2 separate regions of the Pan troglodytes genome follow, and region 2 is linked to region 1. Evidence: chromatin contacts called from public capture Hi-C data. All regions are on one chromosome and are shown on one strand. Each heading gives the region's core, a stretch centred on a gene start, on an enhancer-like site or on the middle of the called end of the contact. The rest is flanking DNA. Distances are from core to core; before and after follow the strand shown. Region 1 has its middle 15 kb from the start of LINC02910. Region 2 overlaps LOC107970072.

What was found. Capture Hi-C pulls out chosen DNA fragments and counts their contacts.
Region 2: a capture Hi-C map of stem cell-derived neural stem cells shows a contact between it and region 1, with 2.9 times the contacts expected there. The contact joins two enhancer-like sites. A contact is called at or near these places in 2 of 7 Hi-C or Micro-C datasets (induced pluripotent stem cells and stem cell-derived neural progenitor cells) and 1 of 1 other capture datasets (stem cell-derived neural stem cells).

What each region holds. Positions count from the first base shown.
Region 1 is chr21:66,356,421-66,362,637 of NHGRI_mPanTro3-v2.0_pri, forward strand. No RefSeq gene overlaps it. Among named protein-coding and RNA genes, the nearest start is that of LINC02910, 15 kb to the right of the region's middle. Within about 2 kb of position 4,056, at least 2 of the 24 cell types and tissues checked have an H3K27ac peak or open chromatin away from gene starts, as enhancers often do. A contact at or near this core is called in stem cell-derived neural stem cells, where this site is marked.
Region 2 is chr21:66,506,578-66,512,839 of NHGRI_mPanTro3-v2.0_pri, forward strand. All of the region lies in intron 4 of LOC107970072, which reads left to right. Among named protein-coding and RNA genes, the nearest start is that of MIR646, 100 kb to the right of the region's middle. Within about 2 kb of position 4,709, at least 1 of the 24 cell types and tissues checked has an H3K27ac peak or open chromatin away from gene starts, as enhancers often do. A contact at or near this core is called in stem cell-derived neural stem cells, where this site is marked.

The sequences.
Region 1 (6,217 bases), core at 2,806-5,305:
CCAGGGCATGGGGTGCTGCAGAGGACACACATTCCCACTCTCAGATGCTGCTTGTTCTCTCCACAACCAGCTGTGGGGCAGCTGCTTTGCCAGGGGCCCTGAGTGTCGGCAACAGCCAGAATAACAGGGAAGCAGAGAGGGAGTTTGCTGGAAGGGCTTGGGGGAATGCACAAATGTAGGGCAGAAGCTGGAGAAATGGACCTAGAAAGAACCAGAGCCTAGGCACTCTGGTGTCCGGGAGGCCTCAGGGCTGTGGCCAGAAGACATAGGCACCTTTTCTACTCTTTTGGGGGTCTTCTCCTCAAAGGTGGGGACCTTGAGCAAGAGGGTCCAGTGGATCTGCTCAGGTTACGTGCCTCCCCTCTGGGCAGGGTGAGATCCTTGTTTGGAGAGTCCCACCCAGCAGGATTCACACAATAGGAAGTTGGGGCGGGGGGATCAGGGTGCTATCATAAAGGGTAAGAAGGCTAAAACTAACCTCCGAACATGCAGAAGTTACCTACTATATGCCAGTTGGCCCTGTGCCAGGGGGCCTTCTATCATACTATCCTGTAGAGGTAACAAGAAGTCCCAGCCTCAAAAAGGGGCTGGCGGGCTGGGTCCTAGTTCTTCTTTGCCATGGCTCCAGCATGGACTTATACCCTGGATTGGTTGTCTCATTTCAAAGCAGGGAAAGATCTCTGAGAGCTTTGTCCAGCTCCCTGGATGCTCTGCTCCAGGTGATCTTGGCACCCTCTTCTGAGTCTGGCACCCACACACTGGCACACCTTCCATGACCCTGAGGCTCATGCAGCCTCCAGACTCACCTACCAGTTCTCTTCCTGGGATTCTCAGCTTTCTAGCACACCCTCTTCCAGAGGTGGGAGACCTCCAGTTAAAAACAAAATTGTACACAACTGCAGCCTCATTTCCATTGTTTAAGGAATTAATTATCTTGGTGTATCTTTTCCAATAACAGCTTTCATTAAATTAAACCCAAGGCATTTATATTCCCTGGGAATAACAGGCTGCTTATATATGGCGGGAATGTGCTGGAATTTCTTTAGAAATCAGCACATTGGCTATTGAGGACTAGCTGGTGATCACAGGTATAGGTTTTGAAGTTAGATTGTCAGGATTAAAATCCAGGCTCTGCCATTGCTGGCTGTGTGGTCTTGAGCAAGTTACATTACCTCTCTGTGTCTCGGCTTCCCCATCTGTGCAATTTGGACAGTAAGAGTTCCTATCTCCCAGGCTTCTTGTAAGGATTAAACACGTTCATGTAATGATCAACAAGGTTAACTATGAACATGCTCACAAAGACACACATGGGCTCTTCTGGTGCAATAGGGACGTGGCCTGGAAGCTCACTGCCACGTGGCATTTGGGACCACAAGGGATCAGACCTCATCGTCTGTGCACAGATAGACAAGATCATAAAGAGGAAAAATTAGCATCGGGAAACTGGTTATTTATTTAAGATTGAAAGCGGGAGAAATCTGCCCTGGACATCTTCCCCTCTCCTCTGTTTGTTTTGTCTGCCAAACAGAGGCAGTACCCCCTCTCCACTCTATTTCTTAATTGAGTAAACTCCGTGATCCTAAATGCAAACAAACATGGAGCCAGCACAAACAAGCACGTGCTTCCTGTACGCGCCATTTCTGAGGAGCAGCCTGAGCAGCAGGTGAACTGGCTGGGAGACAGAAACGGCTGCAGAAGGCGCCTCCAGGATTTGGCGTGAGAGCCCTGCAAGGTCAGCCCATGTGCTCCTTCTTTGTTAGATTGTTTGTTCATTCATTTGTTTATTCATTCCTTTATTCAAGTGTTTAGTGAGAACTTCCATGTGGAAGACAAAGACCTAGCTCACAAGGGGTGCATGGTCTAGGGAGCTAGGTGTGGACAAAGAGCCACGTAGGATGTCAGTGCTGAGATGTGGCAGCCACGGGGAGCTATGGAAGGGGGCAGAAAGAAGACCCCAGAGCTCAGGGAAGGCCTGCAGGGCAAGTAGGGAGTTGTCAGCCCAGCAAAGAGCCAAGAGTGTGAGGAGAAGGTCTGCCAGCGCCTGAAGGGGAGAAGCCATGGTTCACCAGCTTCAAGAGTTGATACAGTTGAAAGCATCATCTCTCCATGGCCAACATCCTGGGCTGTGGCTTTAATTTGGGCATAGTGTGTGCCTGCAAAACCTCGGCTGTATTCAACCTAGTCTGCCATTGATGGAGTGAGAACTGCCCCCAAATTATTTACATTCAAATTTGGAAGCAACTGAAACCCAACAGTAGGAGATTCATTACAGTAATTCCATGGAAATGGAATAATATGCTGTCGTTAAAAGTGTTCAAATCTTTTATGGTTATGATAAATCTAATAATAAAATCGAGACATTATTAGAATATATATTTTAACATTTTCCTAGTTTTGTGAAAAAAGCCCCAAATATCTGTATGAGCCTAGATAAATGACAAGAAAGGAAAACAGTAAAATTTTTATAATGGTTATTGCTCAATGGTTGGATTTTTTAAAATACTCTTCTATAATTTCTAAATTTTATGCCCTGAGGATGTATTACCTCCATAGTCAGAAAAATTATGAAAGGTATTTAAAACCCAAACTGGTTTTGGGCATGCAGAATGCTTGGTTATTTCTTAAGTATAAAAATAACTCCCCCTCTGTCCCATCAGCACACGTGTTGCAGGGAGTCTGATGTTGCTCGGTAAGTCTCTTTGGTCATTTCATACTAATGCCCTTTGTTCCCCTGATTATCTCTCTGAGGTTGGGGCCGGGGGATGGGGGTGTGCTGTGCCTCCTGGATGTCTGTCTGCTGCCAAAACATCCTCTCCTGTCTCTGTCTCATTGGTGCATTTTGATGAACGTGTATTGCCTGGTCACTGTGCGCTAACCACCAAATTATGAAACATTTGTGCTGCAAGGGAGCTGAGAGATCCTTAAACTCAATGAACCATTAGGCATAAGACACACACACACACATACACACATGAATACACACAAACACACAAACAGCTTGGCTGCTCTGGGTGAAGCATGTGTGTGTTTGGGGGAAATTTCCTTCCCCACCTGTGGTCGTCCATTTGCCCATGAGCAGCTTCCGAGGCAGGTCTGTGGACCCCAACGCTGTGTAACATCGTGTGAAAAACACAAAGGCTTGCAGCCCTCTCACTGCAGACGTGGGAACACGACTCTGTTTAAAACCCTTCAAAGCCCGCCTTCTTGCTGTGTGATGCTGCCTGGGCCAGCCGGGCAGGTCACCACGCTGTCTCTTCAAAGCAGCTCGCTTATGCCCACAGCGCTGGGCACAAGGGCAGCCACGAGCTGTTTGATTTCTGCGTCCCCAGCAGATGGCTTGGTGCACAGGGGCAGGGCTTGTCTGTCCCTCTCACTGCTGTGTCCCAGGCTATGTCTCCACCATGTAACTTCAGACAAGTTCCTCAGCATCTCTGTGTCCTGGTTCCCTCATTTGTAACATCAGGATATTGATAGGGATGTCCTTATGGGGCCTCATGAAAATGAAGAGTTCTCTGTGATGTGCCTGGAACCACAGAGGGCAGCAAGTGGGAGCCACAGAAAGTCATCTCTTTATCATAGTTGTCATTGGTAACTATGACGGTTATTAAGGGCAGGGGTCTCCCACCTTCTGCATCCAGGCCTTGTCATTCCTTATAAAAGTTTTCTCCTTTCAAGGACTTTCAATGCCCTGAAAACGGAATGCTCCTCCCTGCTCCCCATCAGCTGCTGCAGAGCCCTGAACCCCTTGAACTTGCCTTGCTTAGTTCTTTCAGGGGCCGCCTTGGATGCCGCCTCACTTCCCTCTTCTTGGCTCCGTGGCTGTCAGAGGGGCTGGGCACTGGGTTACTTCATCAGTTCCTGAGTGTTGACCGGCAGGAAACAGTGGTTTCCTGTTCATATCCTGCCTGAGCCTGGGCCGGGTGGAGGTGTCCTGCATGGAGTCTTGTGAAATCGGTTGGACTGCAACACTCAGCAGCGCGGTGAGTCCACCCTGAAATCCACAGTGACCCGTGTGGCATGTACTGGGAATTGAACGCTTGGGGAAAGAGCTGGGCTCCAGCGGATCAGGCCCGACCAAGTCGTTCCCACAGCTCAGGACCGGACGCTACAAGCCCACTTCGTAGCAGTTTGGCTGACGGCAAACTTTTGCAACACAGTGCAAAAACCATTTAACACCTTTAAGGGAATTGGAAATGGGTTTTTCATGTGTGGTGGTGCTGAAAATTGAGAATAATGACAGAATTATTAAAAACAGCCTTCTTGGCCTTAGACTCTTCATTGCCTCTGGTCTGTAAAACTGACAAATAAGCACTGTAGAAGCCACAGATGAAATATGTCGTCTTGGGAGCCCTGGAGAATTGTCTCTGAATTCTTTTGTTTATGGATTGTAGAAACTGCTTTGGGGGTAGTTGGATGTAGAAGCAGAAGGACAGAGTGGGGAGCTGGGAGCAGGAGGCCTGGGTTTGTCTCCTGAGTCTGTTTCCACTGGGGCCTGAGGCTCCCATGTGAGGGAACATGAATGGGCCAGGCACATGGGCCCTGTGGGGTGACAGAGCTGTGGGGCTCCATGGTGGCTCTGTGGGCAGCTAGCTTGGGGATGGCTGAGATAAAGACAAGTAGTTTTCCTTCCTGCAGGACTTCTCAGAGCCTTTAGTGTGGTTATAATGATAGAAAACATGTATTAAGTCCATACCCTGAACCAGAAACAATGCTAAAAGCTTTGCACTTGGCCTTTTTTTTTTTTTTTCTTTTATCAACATGTGTGAGGACGGAAGCTTAGGCTTACAGATACGGACTCATTGAGAGTGAGTGGACGTGTCTGATCTTTAACCCAGTTCTGTCTGACCAAAAAGCCTGTGCTCTAACCACTGTGCACCCCTGCCTGTCTGTCCTGTTGAGAGAACTGTAGGGAAAGCCTTGAGATTATGTATCCAGTGCTCCCCTCCTCCTGATTGGAAGATGGCAGCTCAGAAGGTTAGGGCGCCTTCTCCTGTCCTCCGAGTGGTTAGATGCACGTGTCCTCTTCTGTCCTCTGCTCTTCCCACATCCCTCTCTCTCTGGTGCTCTGGTGGAGCCCCTGGGATCAGGGGTCACAGGAGCACCTGGGCCATTTGCATGGTTGTTGGTAAAGGGTGTTCTCCCCCCCCCCCCATTAAGGTGCCTGCCATCAAAGTGCCTTATTGCTTGAGTTCCAATCTCGGCTTCACAACTCTGTAGCTGTGTGACTTTGCACAATGTACTGAGCCTCTCTGTGCCTGAACATCCTTGTTTGTAGATAGTAAAGATAATTGTCCCTTACTCCTAGGTTTCACATTGAGTGTTTAGCAAGTTAATGTTTGTAACGTGTGAAGTCATAAGATGCAGGACTGGATGACTGCCCTACCCACAAGGGGTCTAGGATCTTCCCGAGTTGCACTACTTATGGGACAGGTCTGCCAAGCAGCCCTTGTGAAGATAAAGGTGATGATGAGTTCCTCCCACAAAACAAGAGCCTCAGAGAGACTGGAAAATAACCCCCGGTGCCTTTTATCAAGTGGCCAGCAGATGGCAGAAGCAAGCCAGGAACAGAGCTTGTGTGCTGCGGCTGTGGCAGCTACCTTGGAAAATCCCGTGGTGTTTGGTGGTCGTATTAAGAGATCTCTGGTGTAGGAGCATCCTTCATTCTAAGCAGGATTCTGAACAAACTCAGAACTGGCTTTGTGGCTGGTACCGAGGACCCAGGGGTCACGGCTGCTCCCAGTGGGTGCTGATGCCCATTTGTTTGTGCAAGTTGGTCCCCTGTAAGGACGACAGATGGTCTGTCTCGGACTTTCTGGCCTGTGCACCAAGGCCCAGGGATGGAAGTGGGGCAGCATGTCCCCATCATTAAATAGGGCGTTCTTGATAATAATCCCATAAGGCTTAATGTGATGGGTGTGGTCAATCATTCATTCATTCCGTGAGGATTCAGTGAGCAGCTACTCCATGCCTCTAGGCTCTGAGGATGCAGCATGAGAAACACACGCAAGGCCCACGATGACCAGGGAGCTCGCCTTCCAGGGAGAGAGGAGAAAAATAAATGGTAGGGAGTTAAACACGACAAAGTAGAAAAGGGCCAGCTGCAAGAATGAAATTAAATAGGAGGCTGGTGGCAGGGGGGCAGGGAAGCCTGAAGCACCTGACTGCCCAGAACAAGCCGCACCTGTGAGGAGCTGGGAAGGGCACTCCAGGCAGAGGG
Region 2 (6,262 bases), core at 3,459-5,958, 150 kb after region 1:
ATTGGAATTCCCCTGAGGTTGGTGCTCAATGAAACTTTGTTAAATATGTTAAATGAAATAATTGTTCAAGAAAGCAGAAGATAGCAAACTGTCATCTGTAAGGCAAAATTGCAAACTACTGGAGATAGGTACAGTGGCTGACTCCCTTCCACCTGACTGGTTTGAAAATCAAATGATTTGACACATGGGCTCCTTGGAGAGATGAGGCGCCACAGCGTTTGGGCAGAGTTAGGCAAGGTTCCCACAAGATCTGCTGCAACCCAACACTGAAAACCCAGAATGATCCAGCCTTGCTCCCCGTCCTGATGTCTTCCGGCACTGCTGGGCAGAGGAAGGGCTCCTGTGTTATAGGCAGCTCCCCCACAGGCCCCTGGGTTGTCCTGACAAAGGAGAGGATGGCACCAGTCGCAGAAGCTGCCTGCCAACTCTCACAGTTGTTCTGGGCAGATAACTCCGTCCTGACAAGCCTGACTTGCCCTAGAGTCTCTCCAAAGCAAGGGCTGTGGCTGCAGGAGGGAGGGACATGGCTGCTCTGGACACCCTCAGGGTATTGCTCTTATGTGATCTGTGGACAAGCAGATTTGGTCCTTTAAACTCTGCCTTTACCTGTGGGCTGCTATTTCCCGTCCACAGCCCTTCTTCACCACTGTGGTTCCACTTAGGTGACTGCAGACCTAAAGCCCTACTGGGAGCATTGCATTTTCCAGCTTTCCTCTTTCAGTCTGTAATTGTCTTAAACAATAACACTAGCTGCAGCCCCGAATGGATGGCGTGCAGGCTCCCAGGTCACTAAAAAGTGGGTCCTAAACCATAGCTTTCTTTATGCTAGCTGTGTGTCTTTGGGAGAGAGACTTACATTTTTGTTCCAATCTTTTTTGTTTTTTGATAAACTTTTTATTTCAGAATAGTTTAGATTTATAGAAAAACTGCCAATACACCACAGAAAGCTCAACTGTCCCCATTATTGACAGCCTACATCAGTATGACATATTTGTTATAATTAATCAATACTGATGCATTCTCATTAACTAAGTAAGGTCCAAACCTCATGTAGAGTTCCTTATTTTTTCCTCTATAATGTCCCTTTTCTCTTGCAGGTGCCCATCCAGGACCCCACATGACAGCTAGTCATCATGTCTCCTTGAGAACCTCTTGGCTGTGACAGTTTCTCTGACTGTCTTTGTTTTTTATAACCTTGACAGTTTTGAGGAGGTCTGGTCAGGGTTTTTGTAGACTATCCTTCAGTTGGGATTCATCCAATGTCTTTCTCATTGTTAGACAGGGAACATGGGGAGGCCTGTTCTATTTTCTTTTCTGATGGCTGACATGTAGTGAGCATCTGCTCTGATCCAGCACAGTGCTAATCACTGCTCCTGGATGATCTCATTTAATCATTACAAAGCAAACACCACGTAGATATCATGATTAAGCCCATTTTACAGATGTGAAAAGTGAAGCACAGCAAGGACTAGTACCTTTGCTAAGGCCCGACAGCTGGGAAGATGGACAGCCAGTGGTGTTAATCGGAGTCTAGAGAGAACCAGAGATCAGGGATGCCAAATCCTCCTAGGATGCAGGCTAGAATGGAATCTTGATCATAAAAAACTTGCCATTTATTTGTGGCAGGTCTATGAGCTCTAGTTTTAAATTTTGTCAACTCCTACTGGCTTGAGCAAGACGTTTGACTCGAGGCCTGTAGCTTCCTAGGCCTGGCAACCTCCCACCATAGAAGGCCCTCCAAGGCCAGGGAGCCTGGACCTCTGTGGGCAAGAAGGTGTAGATGCAGCAAGCCTGGGCAGGGATGGCCTGACGAGTCCCACCCCAACTATGAAAGGAATTTGCAGGAGAGCTGGAAGGACAGAGGAGTTCAGAATTTAGGTGGGAGTGATGTCTGGTGTGGGCAAAAGGTAGCAGGGGAGGGGAAGCAAGGCAGCCTCGGGCCGTTTCACACAAAGGGTGGGTGAGCCCGGCCAGTCTGCAGCAGACATTCAGCCACTGCCCCTGCCCCAGCCCACTCATCAGCTCGTGGCTTCATCGTGCTGTGGGATCCTGCAAACTACATTTCTCCTTTGGGTCCTGACAACAGGCAGGAGGCTGCAGGGCTCCTTTCTGTTCGGGTGTCCCCCAGCTGTGGGCTCCAAGCTCTACTTCTTCCAACACCCCAAAGCCAGCCTCGGGGGCCTGTGAGGCTCCTGTACACACTGGGCCGTGCCCTCTGCTCTGTCCTCCCAGCTTCTAGGTTCTGATGGCTAACAATGAACATTTGCTAGTTTAGTGTTGCCCTCAATTCAGTCTTTTTTTTTTTTTTTGAGGCAGAGTCTCACTGTCACCCAGGCTGGAGTGCAGTGGCGTGATCACGGCTCACTGCAGCCTCCACCACCCAGGTTCAAGTGATCCTGCTGCCTCCACCTCCCCAGTAGCTGGGACTACACACAGTCTCACACCACCATGCCTGGCTAATTTTTGTATTTTTTGTAGAGATGGGATTTCACCATGTCACCCAGGCTAACCTGGAACTCCTGGGCTCAAGTGATCCTCCCGCCTTGGCCTCCCAAAGTGCTGGGATTACAGGTATGAGCCACCACGCCCGGCCAGTTCAGTTATTTATGTACCACCCTATGGATGGTTTTCAAATCCTACACTGCAAGTCAATTCATTCTTTTAAATATAAACATTTAAAATTTAAAGGTATGTATTTTTAAAAGACACTTCATATTTTTATTATCAGTGAAAAACCAATGTCTTAATTTGTCTTAATTGTTAAAAAATGCATGGCAATTAAACAAGTGTTTGTCCTTGTACTAAAATCTGTCTCCCACCATTCACGATGGAGTAACAGCCTCTGCAAAACCCTGGGGTATTCATTCAAATGGTATTTATTGAGGACCTATGGATGCAAATGCTTTCGTAATTGCTCTGAGAGTTTTACAAAGGTGACCCAGACCCTCAGCCACAGTAAACCAGGCTTTCAAGCCTTCCTCCCCCACCGCCTTTCCACCCATGATGACCACTCAAACACGGAGCTTGGAATCCTTTGAAATGCCTGGTGGAGCGGGCTCCGTCCCTAATGGGTACGGCTGGTGTTAGGACCTGGGGACACCAGGGAGAACACAGAACTGAACTTGAATTACTCACATCACACATGAGCTGAAACCCCCAGAAGTTTAACAGGACATTATTTATTATAATTTATGGAATATATTAGAGAATTTCCCAATGTAACTGAAAAGGTCTAAATGATATTCAAAGGAGAATATTTAATGACATGTTAGAAGGTACTATATTTGAGAGCTGTTTGTTAAAGTGCTCCCAATTTTGACAAACATTTGTAGAAGTGTTTTTTTTTTAAATCCTGAGGGAACAGAAGTAATAATATGGGTAAAAACTTTGAGTAATATTTACAAATGACACTGGGAAAAATAAGAAAGCATCTGACGTATTTTCTCTTGTGTGCATAATAAAATCAGACATCACTGGCTTATGTACATAATTATCAGGACTCATCTTTATAAAACCAATAAGGAATGTTAAATCAAGAATTTTTGTTAGAATTTTAAGTTAAACAGATGGTAAAGACTTACTAGTGCCGATTCATCTAATAAAAATATCTCAGGATAAATTCATCTAATTTCATAAAATCAAAGCAAATAGAGTAAGTGCTTTGCCATTTTCTTTTGAGAATATATACGTGTATATGAATATATATGTGTGTGTATATGAATATATGTGTATATATGTATGTGTGTGTGTATATTGCATTAAGTACATTTACGATGCTGTGAAAACATAATCGCTACCCACTTCCAGAACTTCCTTATCATCCTAAACAGAGGTTCTGTACCCACTAAACAATCACCCCCATTTTCTCCCTCTCCTCAGCCACTGATCATCTCTATTCTCGCTTCTGTCTCTGTGAATTTGCCAATTTTAGTTACCTTACATAAGAGGAATCATACAATATTTGTCCTTTTGTGTCTGTCTTATTCCACTTATAATATCTCCAAGGTTCATGCATGTTGCAGCATGTATCTGCATTTCATTCATTTTTAGAGTTGAATAATATTCCATTGTGTGACTATGTCATATTTTGTTGGTCTTTCTATCTATTGAAGGGCATTTGGGTTGTTTCCACCTTTTGATTACCGTGAATAATGCAGCCATGAATATGGGTATTCAGGTGCCTGTTTGAGTCCCTGCTTTTAATTTTCATGGTTATATCCCTAGGAGCGGAATTGCTGTGTCATATGGTTATTGGATGTTTAACTTTTTGAGGAACCCTTTTGTCATACTTTTATGTCAAATGAATCCTTTGGAAATTGAATTTATCTGTACAGTTATGAGGCACAGTCCTTTTTAAATTTTATTTTAAAATCCAGAAGCATTTGGTTACCCACTAATACCTACTGAGCCCCTCCTGATTGCTAGGCTGGGTTCTAGATGCGGGGACTATGTAGAGAACAAAACACAGCCCTTGTTCTCGTGCAACTTATGTTCTAATGTGGGAGACAGAAAGCAAGCATGTGAGTCTATGATGTCAGAGAGTAAGAAAGTCCTAAGAGGACACAGAACAGAAGAGGGCGATGGAGAGTCTCCCTGAGCTCCTGTCATCACTGGGTGGCTGGGGAGGGCTCCTGCAGGGAGGCATTGAAGCAGAAACCTCCACTGACTGAGGAAGCCGTGGTGGGGGAAGCTGGAAGGAAAACATTCCTAGCTGGAGGCACAGCAAGTGCAAAGGTTTGGCAGAATCCTAGAGCGGCTGGAAGCCTTGTGGCTGCAGCCCTGTGAGGGAGGGTGATTAGGGGGAAGCTGGCTGGATCACAGAGGGGCTCCTCAGCTGTATCAGTCAGTCCTCACGTTGCTATAAAGAAATACCTGAGGCCAGGCACGGTGGCTCACGCCTGTAATCCCAGCACTTTGGTAGGCTGAGACAGGAGGATCACCTGAGGTCAGGAGTTCGAGACTAGCCTGGCCAACATGGTGAAACCCCATTTCTACTAAAAAATACAAAAATTAGCTGGGCATGGTGGTGCATGCCTGTGATCCCAGCTACTGGTGGGGTGGGGAGCTGAGGCAGGAGAATCACTTGAACCCAGGAGATGGAGGTTACAGTAAGCTGAGATCGCACCATTGCACTCCAGCCTGGGTGACAGAGGGAGACCCTGTCTCAAAAAAAAAAAAAAAAAAAAAAAAAAAAAAGGAAAGAAAGAAAAATACCTGAGACTGAGTAATATGTTTGTTTGTTTTGAGACGGAGTCTCACTCTGTCACCCAGGCTAGAGTGCAGTGGCACAATCTCAGCTCACTGCAACCTCTTGCCTCCCGGGTTCAAGCAATTCTCCTGCCTCAGACTTCTGAGTAGCTGGGACTACAGGCACCCACTACCATGCCCGGCTAATGTTTTGTATTTTTAGTAGAGAAGGGGTTTCACCATGTTAGCCAGGATGGTCTCGATCTCCTGACCTCGTGATCCTCCCTCCTGGCCTCCCAAAGTGCTGGGATTACAGGCGTGAGCCACCGTGCCTGGCCGAGACTGGGTAATTTATAAGAAGACAGGTTTCATTGCCTATGGCTCCACAGGCTGCAGAGGAAGCATGGCAGCATCTACTTCTGAGGAGGTCTCAGGGAGCTTCCAATCACGGCGGAAGGCAAAGTGGGAGCAGGCGTCTTACAGGACAGGAGCAGGACCAAGGGGCTGGGGAAGGTGCTGCACACTTTTAAACAGCCAGATATCAGGGGATCGCACTCATGATCAGACCGGCACCAAGGGGGAGATTAGCCCCCATTATCCAATCACTTCCCACTAGGACCCAGCTGGGGATTACAGTTCAATATGAGATTTGGGTGGGGACACAGATCCAAACCATATCATCAGCTATGTGAGAACTTTGGGTTTCTGGTTGAGGGCAATGGCAGGCCCTTGCCAGGTTTTGTGCTGGGAGTGAGAGGATCTGGTTTCTATTTTGAAAGGATCCTTCTGCCTGTTGGTGAAAATGGTTGGGGAGGGCAGAGAGTGGAAACAGGGAGGCCCACTTGCTCTCTGCGTGGGACGGCACCCCTGAGAAGGCATTTCTTCCAGGCTTAGGGAGTCAGTGCCTGAAGAGCACGTTGAAACCGGCATTTCAATCTGACATTGAAGTTGCTTTCCAGGAAATTACACTCTTTCAACGCCTACATTAGAAGGGCTATGTGGGCCGTTCACCTTTTGCCTTTTCAATTTCTCATCAAACTCATTGCCCAGTGTACTCCTGTCATTACGCACAAAG